Regions from separate parts of the Mus musculus genome. Here regions 1, 3 and 4 are each linked to region 2. The links are chromatin contacts, called in public ChIA-PET, HiChIP or PLAC-seq and promoter capture Hi-C maps. All regions are on one chromosome and are shown on one strand. The core of a region is the stretch at or near the end of the contact, and the rest is flanking DNA. Distances in the headings are between cores, read along the strand shown.

Region 1 (2,700 bases), core at 190-2,689, 410 kb after region 2:
GTGTGTGTGTGTGTGAGTGTGTGTGTTTTCAGATACACTTGCTTGGGATTCACTAGACGCCAACTGTCCTCTGTCGCTCTCCACTGTACTTCCTGACCCGGGGTCTCTCACTGAACCTGGAGCTCACTGCTTCAGCTACACTGGCAGGTGAGGCCCTGGGATCAGTCTTTTCCCTCCTCCAGTGCTGGGGTCCAGGCACCAGGCACTCACTGCACATGGCTTGGGCAGCAAGCACTTTACCCACGGAACCACTGCCCCAGCTCTGTTCTTTGTGTATCTGCACACTGCCCACTGTTCTACAGAACTTAGAAATTACAGGTAGCTCCAGCTAGAGGATATTTTGGTTTAAAACAACTTCAGTACCAAATGCTCATGCGATCACTGGGGAAAATGGTAGGAAATATTTAGTTCAACAAGTAAACAGGATAGCAGGCTTGAAGATGATTCCACATTTTGATCACAGTGCATTCTAAGAGTAACCTGAATTGAGAGAGGACGTTTCTGTATCTGTGCCTGAGTGAAACGCAGTAGAAGAGGTTGAAGTACCAGTCTTTGCACAGGTCCTCTGGTGCCCTCTTCTGATCAGATGTGGTACTGAAGCCCAGGCTGAAGTGGGTGGGCCCCTTGGGGTTTTGTAAGGGTCCCCCTCCCAAAAGGCCACACTTCTGTTAAACCTTCTGCAAGCAGACTAAGGACTTGGTCAGAACCTCATGACTGTGAGGAGATGAAATGTTGCAAAGTTATCTTGGGCTAGCTTTGGCCCCTGTAGTTGCTACTCATTGCAGATCTGTCTGACATAACACTCTTGTGACCTTCCAGTGTAGCCTTTGGGATGCATGAACAGACCACAAGCCTACATTGTCCCTAAGGTTGAGAATGTGACAGAGCATGCAGCGCTCCCTTCAGCATGGTGAGACCCACAGCAGACATGTCCCCATTTTGCTGTAACACAGGTAAACATGCCTCCACCAATGGATTTGGAAGAGCTTTAGGGGTTTTTCCTGTACTTATAAGAACATGCCATGTATGAACAGTATTTGGGGCAACTTGAATCCATCTTCACAGGCCTTAGTCATGCATTTTGCCTTCAGAATTAACTACTTCTTATTCCCTTTGAGGTGAGAACTGTACTGTGTGTGGATAGAGTTCTGGTAAAGCCAGCGGGACATTTCCTTGGAATAATGTTTGTAAATGCCTAAAGTAAAGCAAAGAGTGGATGAATTACTGTATGGAAATACAGAGACACTAGCACTGGAGTGCAGAATAAACGTGTTTGTGATTTAATAACTTATTAAACAATTAGTAAATTATAATTTCAAAGTTATGAGACATTAAACATAAAAAAGGAGAAATGTTCAGATCTCTATAGCAATGGCAATCTGTATGTAAACACCTGTGGTTTTTGCCAGCGGAAAAGCAGTAGAGGATGTGTTGAGGAAGTTCTCACAGCTGCCAATAACAATACACCACAAACAGGGTGGCTTAAAGTGAGATTTTCATGCTCCTGCTCGCCTGGGAGATGAAGTTCTAAACTCTAGGTGTAGTCAGGACCATGCTCTCTCCAGGGCTCCTGTTTCATCCAGCTTCCGGTGAGCCTGGGATTTCCATGGCTCATGGCTAGACTACTCCATCTTTGCTTCTGTCTTCATGGACTTGTCTATATAGCTTTCATTATGACACGGGACATCCTGAACGGTACCCAGGGAACAGCTATTTCAAGGCAATAAGCATTCACTGTGGTCACTGTGTCCTGCTGTGATCAGAGAGGATGCCCTCGCTGCTGAGCAGGATCCAGACAGCATTGTCAGGTAGCATGGTGCTTTGTGCGATCAACCCCAGGCTTCTAGCATTCCAGAGATCAAGGCAAAGCAGAGACATTTAGATAGGAAGAGTATCTTGTACTGAGGCTTGTAGAACTTGGTTTGGGTCTAGGATGTTGGGAGAATGAGAACCATCAAGACAAATATCAGATGTCAGGAACAGAATAAGATGAAATAAAACCCCAGAAAGATGTTTGATACATAGCTTAAAAGTTGCACTATTTTATTAAGTACACACACACAGAGCCACCTTGGCCATTGTAACATAAGCTAGGGTCATATGAAGAAGAGAACCTCGGTGGGAAAATGCTTCCACAATACTGGCCCATAGGCAACCCTAGGCATTTTCTTGAGTAGTGATTGATGTCGGAAGGCCCAGTCCACAGTGGACAGTGCCACCTTCAGCAGGCAGTCCAGAGATGTCTACGAAAGCAGGCTGAGCCCGTCATGAGGAGGGAGCCAGAGAGCAGCATTTCTTCAGTTCGTGCTTCTAGGTTCCGGCCCTACTCAGTGACTATAAAGTGCAAGATGAAATAAACCTTTTCCTCTCCAGGTTGGGTTGGGTCAGAATTTTTATCACAACAACTTCTCAAGAGGCACACACCACAGTGCTTTACTTTTGACGTAGGTGTTTGAGATTTGAATTTCAATTTTGGATGGCAAGTGAACCTTACTTACTCACTGAGCCACCTGTCCAGCCTGAAGAATTAAAAAAAAATTTTTTTTTTACTTTTTTGTTTTATGTGTATGACTTTTGGCTGTGTGTACATGGGCGCATCGTATGCATGACTGGTGCCAACAGAGGGCAGGAGAGGGCATCGGATCCCAGGAACTAGAGTCATGGGTAGTCGTGAACTGCTGTACCAATATGGAGAATGGT
Region 2 (2,943 bases), core at 50-2,549:
AAAGGACAGGGGAAGGGCTTCTCGCCAGTGTGCACGCGGATGTGGTTGACCAGTTTGTATTTGGCCTTAAAGGGTTTGCCCTCGCGTGGACACTCCTCCCAGAAGCAGACGTGGTTGCTCTGTTCCGGGCCGCCGACGTGCTCCACAGAGACGTGGGTCACCAGCTCGTGCATGGTGCTGAAAGTTTTGTTGCAGCTTTTCTTGGGATTGCTTAGCTGCTCCGGGTCGATCCACTTGCAGATGAGCTCTTGCTTGATGCACTGCTGCCGCATGTAGCGGAAAAAGGCACCAGGGTGGTGGTGGTGATGGTGGTGGTGGGCTGCGGCCGCTGCCATGTTCATCCCCATGTTCATATTCATAGGGCCGTACTGGTTGTGGAGCTGCGCCGCCGAGTAGGGGTCGGTCCGCGGGCTGGCCACTTGGCGGTATTGCTCCGAGCGCCCGAACACCTCGCCCGGCAGCCCTAGGCGCATTTGCCCATTGAGCACGTTCTGCGAGGCGTGCGGCCCGTGCTGCTCCGGGAGGCCAGGGAAAAGAAGGTGGCCCTGCGCGTCCGAGTGCGCGTGGTGAAGGCCGCCGGCGCCGGGTCCGAAGAGCCCGTGCTGCCCGCCTCCCGGCGCCGAGTCCCCGAAGCCCCGGCTGCGGAACAGGAAGTCCCGGGTGGAATTAAAGGGAGGCCCCGAATAGGAGCCAACGTGTGCGGCGTGGGGCCCTAGAGCCGCGGCCGCAGCGGCTGCAGCAGCCGAACCCGGGTAAGCACCCGGACCTTGCGACGTGAACGCCGAACTCTGACCAGGAGACAGTTCGTGTGCCCCGGGGTTGAGCTTGAAGGCGCCCATGTGCGCCGCGGCCGAGTCCACGAAGCCGTTCTGAGCTGCCGCCAGGCTCAGCTCGCGGTCCTGCATCTCGGCCGCCGCAGCCGCCGCTGCCGCGGCCGAGTGGTGGTGGTGGCGCGCGAAGCTGCCCACCCCGATGGCCGGGAACTGCGGCCCCGCGTCCAGAAGCATGGCCAGCGCGCCCGGCCGCCCCGCCGGCGCCGGTGAACCCCGCCGCCTGGATTTCCTCTTCGGATCGGCGAGGCGCGTCCTCTGGACGCCCGGCTCCGTGAACCGGCGGTGGAAATACTGGCGACTGCAGTCTCGGGAGCCGGGCTGGTGCGCCCGCCGCCGCCGCCTGTATCTGCCTCAGGCGGCCGGGCACCGAGCGAAGGCGCGGAGAGGAAGAGGAGGCGGCGGCGGAGGAGGCGCGGGAGGAGGAGGTGGAGGAGGAGAAGAGTCCAAAGCCAGGCGGAGAACCAAAGTGTATTAAAGGAGCTGCGGCGGGGGCGGGCGGGCAGGGCAGGGGAGGGCGGGCGGGAGGAGGGAGCGGAGGGAGGTGTGGGGAGCGGAGGAGAGGGGGGCCGCCGGAGGGCGAGCTCAGCGCCGCGGCCCCCACCCCTGCGCGCCCCCGCGCGCGCACGCACGCACGCACTCACTCGCTAGCTGCCTTGTACTGCCGGCGGACCAGGAGCCTGGCTGAGATCAGCGGCATCCGCCGAATGAAGTCAACGCGGCTGCGGGGCCACAGTGCCCTAGGGCAGTGGCTGTGCGCACACAAGCTGGCAGGGAGCGGACAGCAACAAGCTCCGCCAGCCCCAGAGCCTGGCGCACCCGCCGCTCCACCTGATCTCCGCAGGGGCGCTGGGCAGCCGGGAGGAGGAGGCTAGGCGTCGAGTCCACGGCGCTCTCGGGTGGCCGCTCCCTCCCCCGAGGCCTTGCTCACGCCGCCCAGAGCGCTGCCGGTATTGTTCGGCTTCGCGGTTGCTGCGGGGGTTTAGCCCTCTTGGCCCTCCGAGCTTGGCATTGGCGACGCCCGGAGTAGTAAACTTGCAGCGGTCACGAATTCCCCTAGATGAAGGAAACGGGCGCGTCGTCCCCTCTTTCTTTAAGTTGGGCTGGAGGAGGAGGGAGGGGGAGGAGCAGGGGAGGGGGGGACTGTGGGAGGGGAGAAGGCGAGGAGGGGGAGGGGAGCAGGGTGAGGCTAGTCTGAAAAACAATAACAACAATAAAAAAGTGTTCTCTGGTTCTCCCCCTTCCTCCAGCCGATCTGTTCTGGGCGCTAGTCCGGGAATGAGTGCTCGCATCAGCGAGGACAGAGCGAAGTCCTCGGCACAAGCAAATGCTAGGAGGCCAACACGAGTTCTTCCTCTCTCGCGGCTGCAGTGGGCAGCCTTCGCCACCGCCTCTGTTTATTTCGGTGGGCGCTGAGGCCGCAGCAGCAGCCTTTTATTTTTTTATTTTTTGTCCCCTCCTTTTCCTCTCCCCTCCCCCGCGTACCCGCCGGGTCTCCCGCCCGGGTATCCCTCCCTCCTTATCCAAGGCTCGGCCTCCTGGTCACACCGCCCCTTTAACGGGGACTCCCGCCCATCCCGCCCTCCAGAAACCGCTATTGGCCATCACGGCCTCGTCAATCCTTCGCCCAGCCCGCCCCACCTTCCCTGAGCCCCGCTTGGGTTGTGCAGCTGCAGCAGCGGCCCAACGCACCCATAGACTGGGCCTGCCAGCATGCAGGGTTTCGTTCGCGCGTCTGGCTCTGTGGCTCCCGTCACCAGCCGGCTAATTCAAGAGTTCAGCTGCGAGCCTAACGCGGTGCCAGGTCTATGGGTCTTGTCCCCTTCCGCCCGATCCTGCTCCCGTATACTTTGTCAGAGGCCACCAACTCCCCAGAGATTGCATCCACTACCAAAGTACACCGAAAAATCCGGGAACTCTAGTCCAAAGCACCCTTAGCTATAGAGTCACCAAGCCCGAGACCCTGAGGGAGCGAAGAGACTTTTCCTGACAAGGACAGGTCTTTCCCAGTCTGGACAGGCACTCTACTTTCTCCATTCTCACCTTGACCAATTTGCTTTGAGGCGTTAAAGCGTGGATGAAGGATGGTGGACACAGATAGTCAAACTTATCC
Region 3 (2,928 bases), core at 154-2,653, 280 kb after region 2:
CGAGGGCAGCCTGGTCTACAAAGTGAGTTCCAGGACAGCCAAGGGCTCCACAGAGAAATCCTGTCTCGAAAAACAAAAAACAAAACAAAACAACAAACAAGTTAACTTTTAAATGCCAAATATATAATTTAATATATATTTAAAAAAAAAATAGGGGCCAGACATGTTGGTGCATGCCTGTAATCCCAGCAGAGGCAGAGGTAGGCAGGTCACTGAGTTTAAGGCCAGCCTGATCTACAGTCTAAGCTCTAGACTGGCCAGGGCTACACAGAGAAACTCTGACTCAACAAAAAGAACCAAATCCAAACAAACAAACAAACAAACAAAACCCCACAGTTCGGTATGAGAAACTTGAACTAGTTTTAAAACTTAAAAACACTTCAAATTCAAATAAAATAAGATTCCATATAAATGACTTACGTACACATATTTCTTAATATGTATATTCTTAAGCTTTCAAGACACAACAAAACACAACTTAGAACTCCCTCACACAGTTTTTTCTTTTTGATGACCACAGATCTTCTGGTATCATTAGTCATAAATGTACAAGTGGTGAAAAGTACCCAGCTGCCCAAAATTATTTACTTTGTAGCACAAACGACAAAGGATGTAACACCCACTAACTGACCTGCAGAGAAGGGCGGGCGTTAATTTATTCTGCCTGCCTTGGGTTTTACTTTCTGTTAAAACAAGACTTGTTGCCATATTTAACCCTTTCATCACATTTTTTAAGAGACCAAAGAATAGAGAAAAAGACAAAGTGGCAAGGAGCCAACATTTGTGAGTTCCAAATCTGTTAGTGCCTTCGAGCTTAGGACTTAAAAAGAAGCATAAAATTGGTCAGATTTTGGTGGTGGTGGCCCAGGGACCCTGAGCATTTTAGGTCACTCCGCCCATCACTGAGCCACACTCCCAGCCTGTGATTATTTTCCCTCTGAAAAGCGCAGTGTTAAATAGGAATCTTATCGCTCTTACTGTATACACCACGCATTTTATGTGCAGCGTAGCTCTGGCGGTCCTTTGCCATTCACTGGCCCAACCATGGAATCATGAATGAACGGAAAGTATGAACAGAAAGTCAGAAGACCTAACTGGATGATCCTTCTGGCTGAACGACAACAGGGGCCAGCTTATTAGTTCCCACATATAGAAGCCCTTTGTAACTGCAACCCAGGAATGTCATCTGTCTTGAATTATGTCCACCTGGGATTACATCCCGATGACCAACACCGGCAGAACGCTGGGACCTGAGAACTTCACTGCTTTGGTGATTGACATTTAAACTGTTTGAAGTTTCTAATTAAGGTCTCTTAACAAATTAACTGCAGATGTAGGAAGCTAAGTGTGCAGTAGGCAGAGATCCCAAGTCACCTGAGAGCTGCAAACAGCTAGAACCGGCTCAACACAGTGAGCTCATTAAAGCCGAGGGGCCTGCACTCCTGGTGCCATCACAGTTGCGCTGGCTCATTTAGCTTTCCCAGAGCACCAAGGGCTGAGGTGCAGGAACCCAGGGCCTCCTGCATATCAGAGATGCTCTACCACCCGAGCGGCATCCCCAGACCCCCAGTGTTGTAACTGTAGGGCAGGAGATGGAAATGCCCTGGGAATAAATACCACTCAGACCAGCCATTAAGTCTGTTGTATTGACAGGTTCCAAAGACACCTTGAAACAACCTCTGGACACATCCATGACAGAGTTTCCTGACAGGTTAAGGGAGGTGAAACAACACCCATTCCATGGGCTGGGGTCAGGGACTCAATAAAAAGGGGAAGGCTGGTAAGCGCTAGCATCCACTTCTCTCTGCTTCCCAAACCACCTCACCATGCTTTCCTACCATAATGGATGGTCCCCGCAGCCAGTGAGCCCAAACAAACCCTTTCTTCCTCATGTTGCTTAGCAACGACAAAGCAGCACACCAACCAGGCTACAGGATGAAGAGCCAGCTTGATGGGTCCATCATTTTCACTGCCTACCCATTGCCCAGCAGGTTGTAAATTAGAAGTCCTATGCTGACGAGTGCCCCCATACTCAACCTTGTCCTGTCCTAACTCCCATGGGGCATGCAAGTCCCCTTTCCCAGGAACCCATCTCTTCCTCCCATGTCATCTTCTAAAGGCAGCACCCATGAGGGTGTCCCAGACACCCCCAGAAAGTCATCCCCACCTCTGTTATCTCAACAGCACTCTGAGCTTATCCCTGTGTGATGGTTAATCCTAACCGTCAACCTGATAACATCTAGAAATACCCAGGTGCCTATAGGGAATATCTTAACTAGGTTACCAGAGTGGAAAGTCTGGCCCACTGTGGGCAGCACTATTCTCTAGGCTAAGAACCTGGACTGTAGAAACAGAGTGAGCTAACCACAAGCATTCACATATCTCTCTTTACATTTTTTAAAAAGTTATATATATTTTCATGTGTCTGAGTGTTTTCCCTACATGTATGTCTGTGCACGCACATGTGTTTAGTGCCCACAGGGGCCAGAAGAGGGCATCAGATTCCCTGGTTGTGAAATGCCATGTGGGTGCTGAGAACTGAACCTAGGGCCTCTGGAAGAACAGCTAGTGTTCTTAACCACTGTGCCATTTCTGCAGCCCATTTCTAGACAGTGTAATGTGACTACAGCTTCAAATTTCTGCTGCTGACATTATGATGGACTGAAATCCCAAAATGTGAGTCAAAATAAATCCTTTCTCCCATAAGTTACTATTTTCAGGGCATCTTACCACAGCCATAGGTAAGGAACAGGGCATTGTTTCTTGCCACCTGTCCCAACATAGTTTAGTCAACACTGCTAAGACTTATCACAGGCCAAGGTGTTATCGGGGCTGCTGAGAGACCAAGAAACAATCATGGCAGAAGTACTCCTTGAAAGTCTCTTCCACCCACCAGCCACCTCACACCGCACTTGAAGGGACAGAGGC
Region 4 (2,700 bases), core at 172-2,671, 380 kb before region 2:
CTTTCATTCCTTTTCTCATTTGTGAATATTTTCTATTTCAGATAATTTAGGCAACATAACTCATTTGTTTAATATGTTTATATATTTTTCTAGCAGGTTATAGGATGCATGCCTAATGTCTGCCCATTCCAAAAAGACCAGATGATCAACACAGGAGCATGAAGGATTTTCACTCTAAGTTTAGTATCCTAGGTTCAGCATTCTGTGTGTGTGTGCCTGCATGTGCAGTATCCTATATATGTCACCCCAGCCTTAATTTCATGTCACAATTCAGGTCCATATTGCATCCTTCCATGGTAATTTACTGATCACAATCTCAATGGCTTGCAGATGTTGTTCTGTTACATGGAACTCCCCCGGTTCTTTATGAAAACCCTGCTGTCTATGGACTGAATGGAAACACTGTGAGGAGTATACAGTCTTTTGCCACAATAGGCTTTGGTCCCAGTATTTTCCACGTGGAGCCCTCTGAGAAGGCAGTATGCATATGTATACGAGCTTTGCTTCCTACCTCTGCTATTAGCTAACTGAACTTGAGGACAGCAAACCCTAGACTTTCCAGTGATCCCTCAACATCTAGGTGAGAAAAAACGGAGAGGGACAATCAGACTCCCCTCTTGGGAATGACAGAAGGAATGGTTGCAGGGAGAGCATGATCTAAACAGTGGCCATGGACACAACAACATGTATCCATCTGTAATGCCTTCCTAAGGGCTTGGGTGACCAGTCTTTCCTAAAGGTATATCCTGACAGTATGTTTAGAAAATGTGAATGAATTTCTTGCAAATGATATAAACAAAACAATTCCTTAAGAATCCTTAGCATTGTAAGCATAGATGGAAGAGGAGTGCTAACTCTTGTAACTCCTACCATGGGTCATCTCTATGGATTGGCTCCCCCGAAGGCCCTGACCTATGAAGTATTTGAACTTTACTCAGGCAGCCAGTCTGCATGTGGCTGTCAGCTCGGTTCAAATACGGGATAGATCTCAGAAGACCTAACTAGAAATTTAGGAAGTGCCCTGTCTTGTCACGAGTGCTGCCAAAGCAAGTTAGTACAGTAAATACAAGAGATGGCAAGGAGTGCAAGAGTAAAAGATTGCTGTGTGGCCAGTGCTTGAAGTAAAGTGTCTGATGTGGACGGACAGACAGACACACGGCACCAGGCCCCATGACCTTACTGCTGTCGAGAAAGCCATGAGTGGCTGGTGTTTCCCTTCTGAACACACCACACCACTCACTGTCTTTCAGTCCTCACTCCCTCTGCTTCCACTGTGAGACAGGAAAGAGAAAGGGAGGACAGGAGGGGAAGAATGAGGGGAGAATTCAGTGTGAAACTGAAATCACCACAGGCCTGCATTTCTCAGAACAAACCTAGATCTAATCAAAGAATGCATCAGATAGGCAGGAAGGAAACGCAGTGCCACCAAGCCTAAGTAGGCAGAGCGCTGAACACTGGGCCTCTCTGAAGGGCTCCCCACAGAATCACTTGGGAGCTGCCTCAGATGGAAACAGCCCATGTGTGAACAATTTCAGTGGAAGTCATTTCCCACTCCTGTCTGTAAATTTGGAACTATGTAGAGGTCACCAATAGTAAGAGTGGCATCTTAGAAAACTCTACATATGCAGATACACCCACATACAAGAAAGGGCAAGTTCAAACACTTCCAATGAGGTCTTGGTAACCCAGTCAGGTTTTTAATCTCTGAGCACATTGTTTGGAAATTTAGAGTGGCAGTGCAGAAGTTATCACAATGCATCAAGACGGCAGGTACACTAGGTGAGTCTGTCTAAGCCTGGCTTGGTAAATTTAGTTTTTTATTTTGGGAGGCCATAATCCCTATGTATCTAAGCATTTTCCTTAACATGGGTCAGAGAGTCAAGTGTTTCGTGAGAACCTCAGTCGACTCATGTCAAACAGTGTGAATTTGCTACTGACTTAAAATAGGGCCAGAGTTCTTGCCATTTCAGCCTGAGGATCATAAACACAATGGCCACCTGAGACCACAGAGCCGGATATGAGCTACTTATAGTAATACTGAGCCAGGGAACAAGAATAGCAGGAAAACAGCCCATTTTCTTGTGGTGAGGGCCTTTGAAGTAAACTATTTCTTAAACATACTATGAAGTTCAAAACATAAGTCTTTGAAGGCAGGTTATCCTCCTCAGCACAGTGACCACTGCTAATCAATTACTTCCTTTTCCTCTTGGATTTTATTTGTGAAACTGAGACCCATATTGTTGTTCTTTATCTAGGAAACCCACTGACACAAAGTGCTACAGCATTCTTGGACTCATGTCCCAAGATGGAAAAAGCAGCAAGACCTAGCTCAGAGATTCCCTACAGTACAGGAGATGTGCATATCCCCTGCTGTTCTGTCACAGTTTGGCACACCTTCACATCACAGAGCTATGGAAAAAGAAATGAAATAAGGGCCGTGGAGATGCTCAGGGAATAGAATCCTGCTGTCAAGCATGGTGACTTGAGTATGAATTCCCTGGGACATCCACCAAAAAGTTGGTGTTGTAATGCCTATAATTCCAGGGTCAGGGAGGTAGAGGCAGGAGAACCCATGGGACTTGCTGGTTCACTAGTCTAGCCAATCAATACTACCAGGTTCAGTGAGAGAGATCCTGTCTCAAAAAATAAATGAATAAACAGAAGAATGATGGAGGAACACACTGATTTTGACCTCTGGCT

The links. Promoter capture Hi-C pulls out the DNA fragments that hold promoters and counts their contacts. ChIA-PET counts read pairs in DNA pulled down with a chosen protein or histone mark. HiChIP or PLAC-seq counts read pairs in DNA pulled down with a chosen protein or histone mark.
Region 1: an RNA polymerase II ChIA-PET map of memory CD8 T cells shows a contact between it and region 2, with 50 read pairs. The contact joins the enhancer-like site here to the promoter of Zic2 in region 2. A contact is called at or near these places in 4 of 39 promoter capture datasets (embryonic stem cells, hematopoietic stem and progenitor cells and pre-B cells), 9 of 484 Hi-C or Micro-C datasets (B cells, CD8 T cells, the HL-1 cell line and 5 more), 4 of 115 datasets of contacts at active chromatin or transcription factors (embryonic stem cells, large pre-B cells, memory CD8 T cells and 1 more) and 1 of 9 other capture datasets (liver).
Region 3: a contact with region 2 is called in an H3K4me3 HiChIP or PLAC-seq map of embryonic limb bud, with 4 times the contacts expected there. The contact joins the enhancer-like site here to the promoter of Zic2 in region 2. A contact is called at or near these places in 15 of 39 promoter capture datasets (the 3T3-L1 cell line, the C10 cell line, cranial neural crest and 9 more), 2 of 484 Hi-C or Micro-C datasets (B cells and natural killer cells), 19 of 115 datasets of contacts at active chromatin or transcription factors (craniofacial prominence, embryonic basal ganglia, embryonic forebrain and 13 more) and 3 of 9 other capture datasets (adipose tissue, embryonic stem cells and liver).
Region 4: a promoter capture Hi-C map of the HPC-7 cell line shows a contact between it and region 2, with 3 times the contacts expected there. The contact joins the enhancer-like site here to the promoter of Zic2 in region 2. A contact is called at or near these places in 11 of 39 promoter capture datasets (the 3T3-L1 cell line, the C10 cell line, the HPC-7 cell line and 6 more), 13 of 115 datasets of contacts at active chromatin or transcription factors (craniofacial prominence, embryonic basal ganglia, embryonic forebrain and 9 more) and 2 of 9 other capture datasets (adipose tissue and macrophages).

What each region holds. Positions count from the first base shown.
Region 1 is chr14:122,062,605-122,065,304 of GRCm38.p6, reverse strand. No RefSeq gene overlaps it. Among named protein-coding and RNA genes, the nearest start is that of Timm8a2, 29 kb to the right of the region's middle. Within about 2 kb of position 1,439, at least 71 of the 459 cell types and tissues checked have an H3K27ac peak or open chromatin away from gene starts, as enhancers often do. A contact at or near this core is called in B cells, CD8 T cells, Th1 cells and 3 more, where this site is marked.
Region 2 is chr14:122,473,740-122,476,682 of GRCm38.p6, reverse strand. It overlaps Zic2 (zinc finger protein of the cerebellum 2), which reads right to left and starts at 1,299. Exons shown (of 3, transcript NM_009574.3): 1 at 1-1,299. The coding sequence starts at 1,007. It overlaps 2610035F20Rik (RIKEN cDNA 2610035F20 gene), which reads left to right and starts at 1,484. Exons shown (of 5, transcript NR_045046.1): 1 at 1,484-1,780; 2 at 2,081-2,235.
Region 3 is chr14:122,198,851-122,201,778 of GRCm38.p6, reverse strand. All of the region lies in intron 1 of Clybl (citrate lyase beta like), which reads right to left. Among named protein-coding and RNA genes, the nearest start is that of Clybl, 19 kb to the right of the region's middle. Within about 2 kb of position 1,403, at least 8 of the 459 cell types and tissues checked have an H3K27ac peak or open chromatin away from gene starts, as enhancers often do. A contact at or near this core is called in craniofacial prominence, embryonic limb bud and second pharyngeal arch cranial neural crest, where this site is marked.
Region 4 is chr14:122,851,407-122,854,106 of GRCm38.p6, reverse strand. The region is part of intron 21 of Pcca (propionyl-Coenzyme A carboxylase, alpha polypeptide); the gene reads right to left. Among named protein-coding and RNA genes, the nearest start is that of Gm46488, 58 kb to the left of the region's middle. Within about 2 kb of position 1,421, at least 45 of the 459 cell types and tissues checked have an H3K27ac peak or open chromatin away from gene starts, as enhancers often do. A contact at or near this core is called in the HPC-7 cell line and memory CD8 T cells, where this site is marked.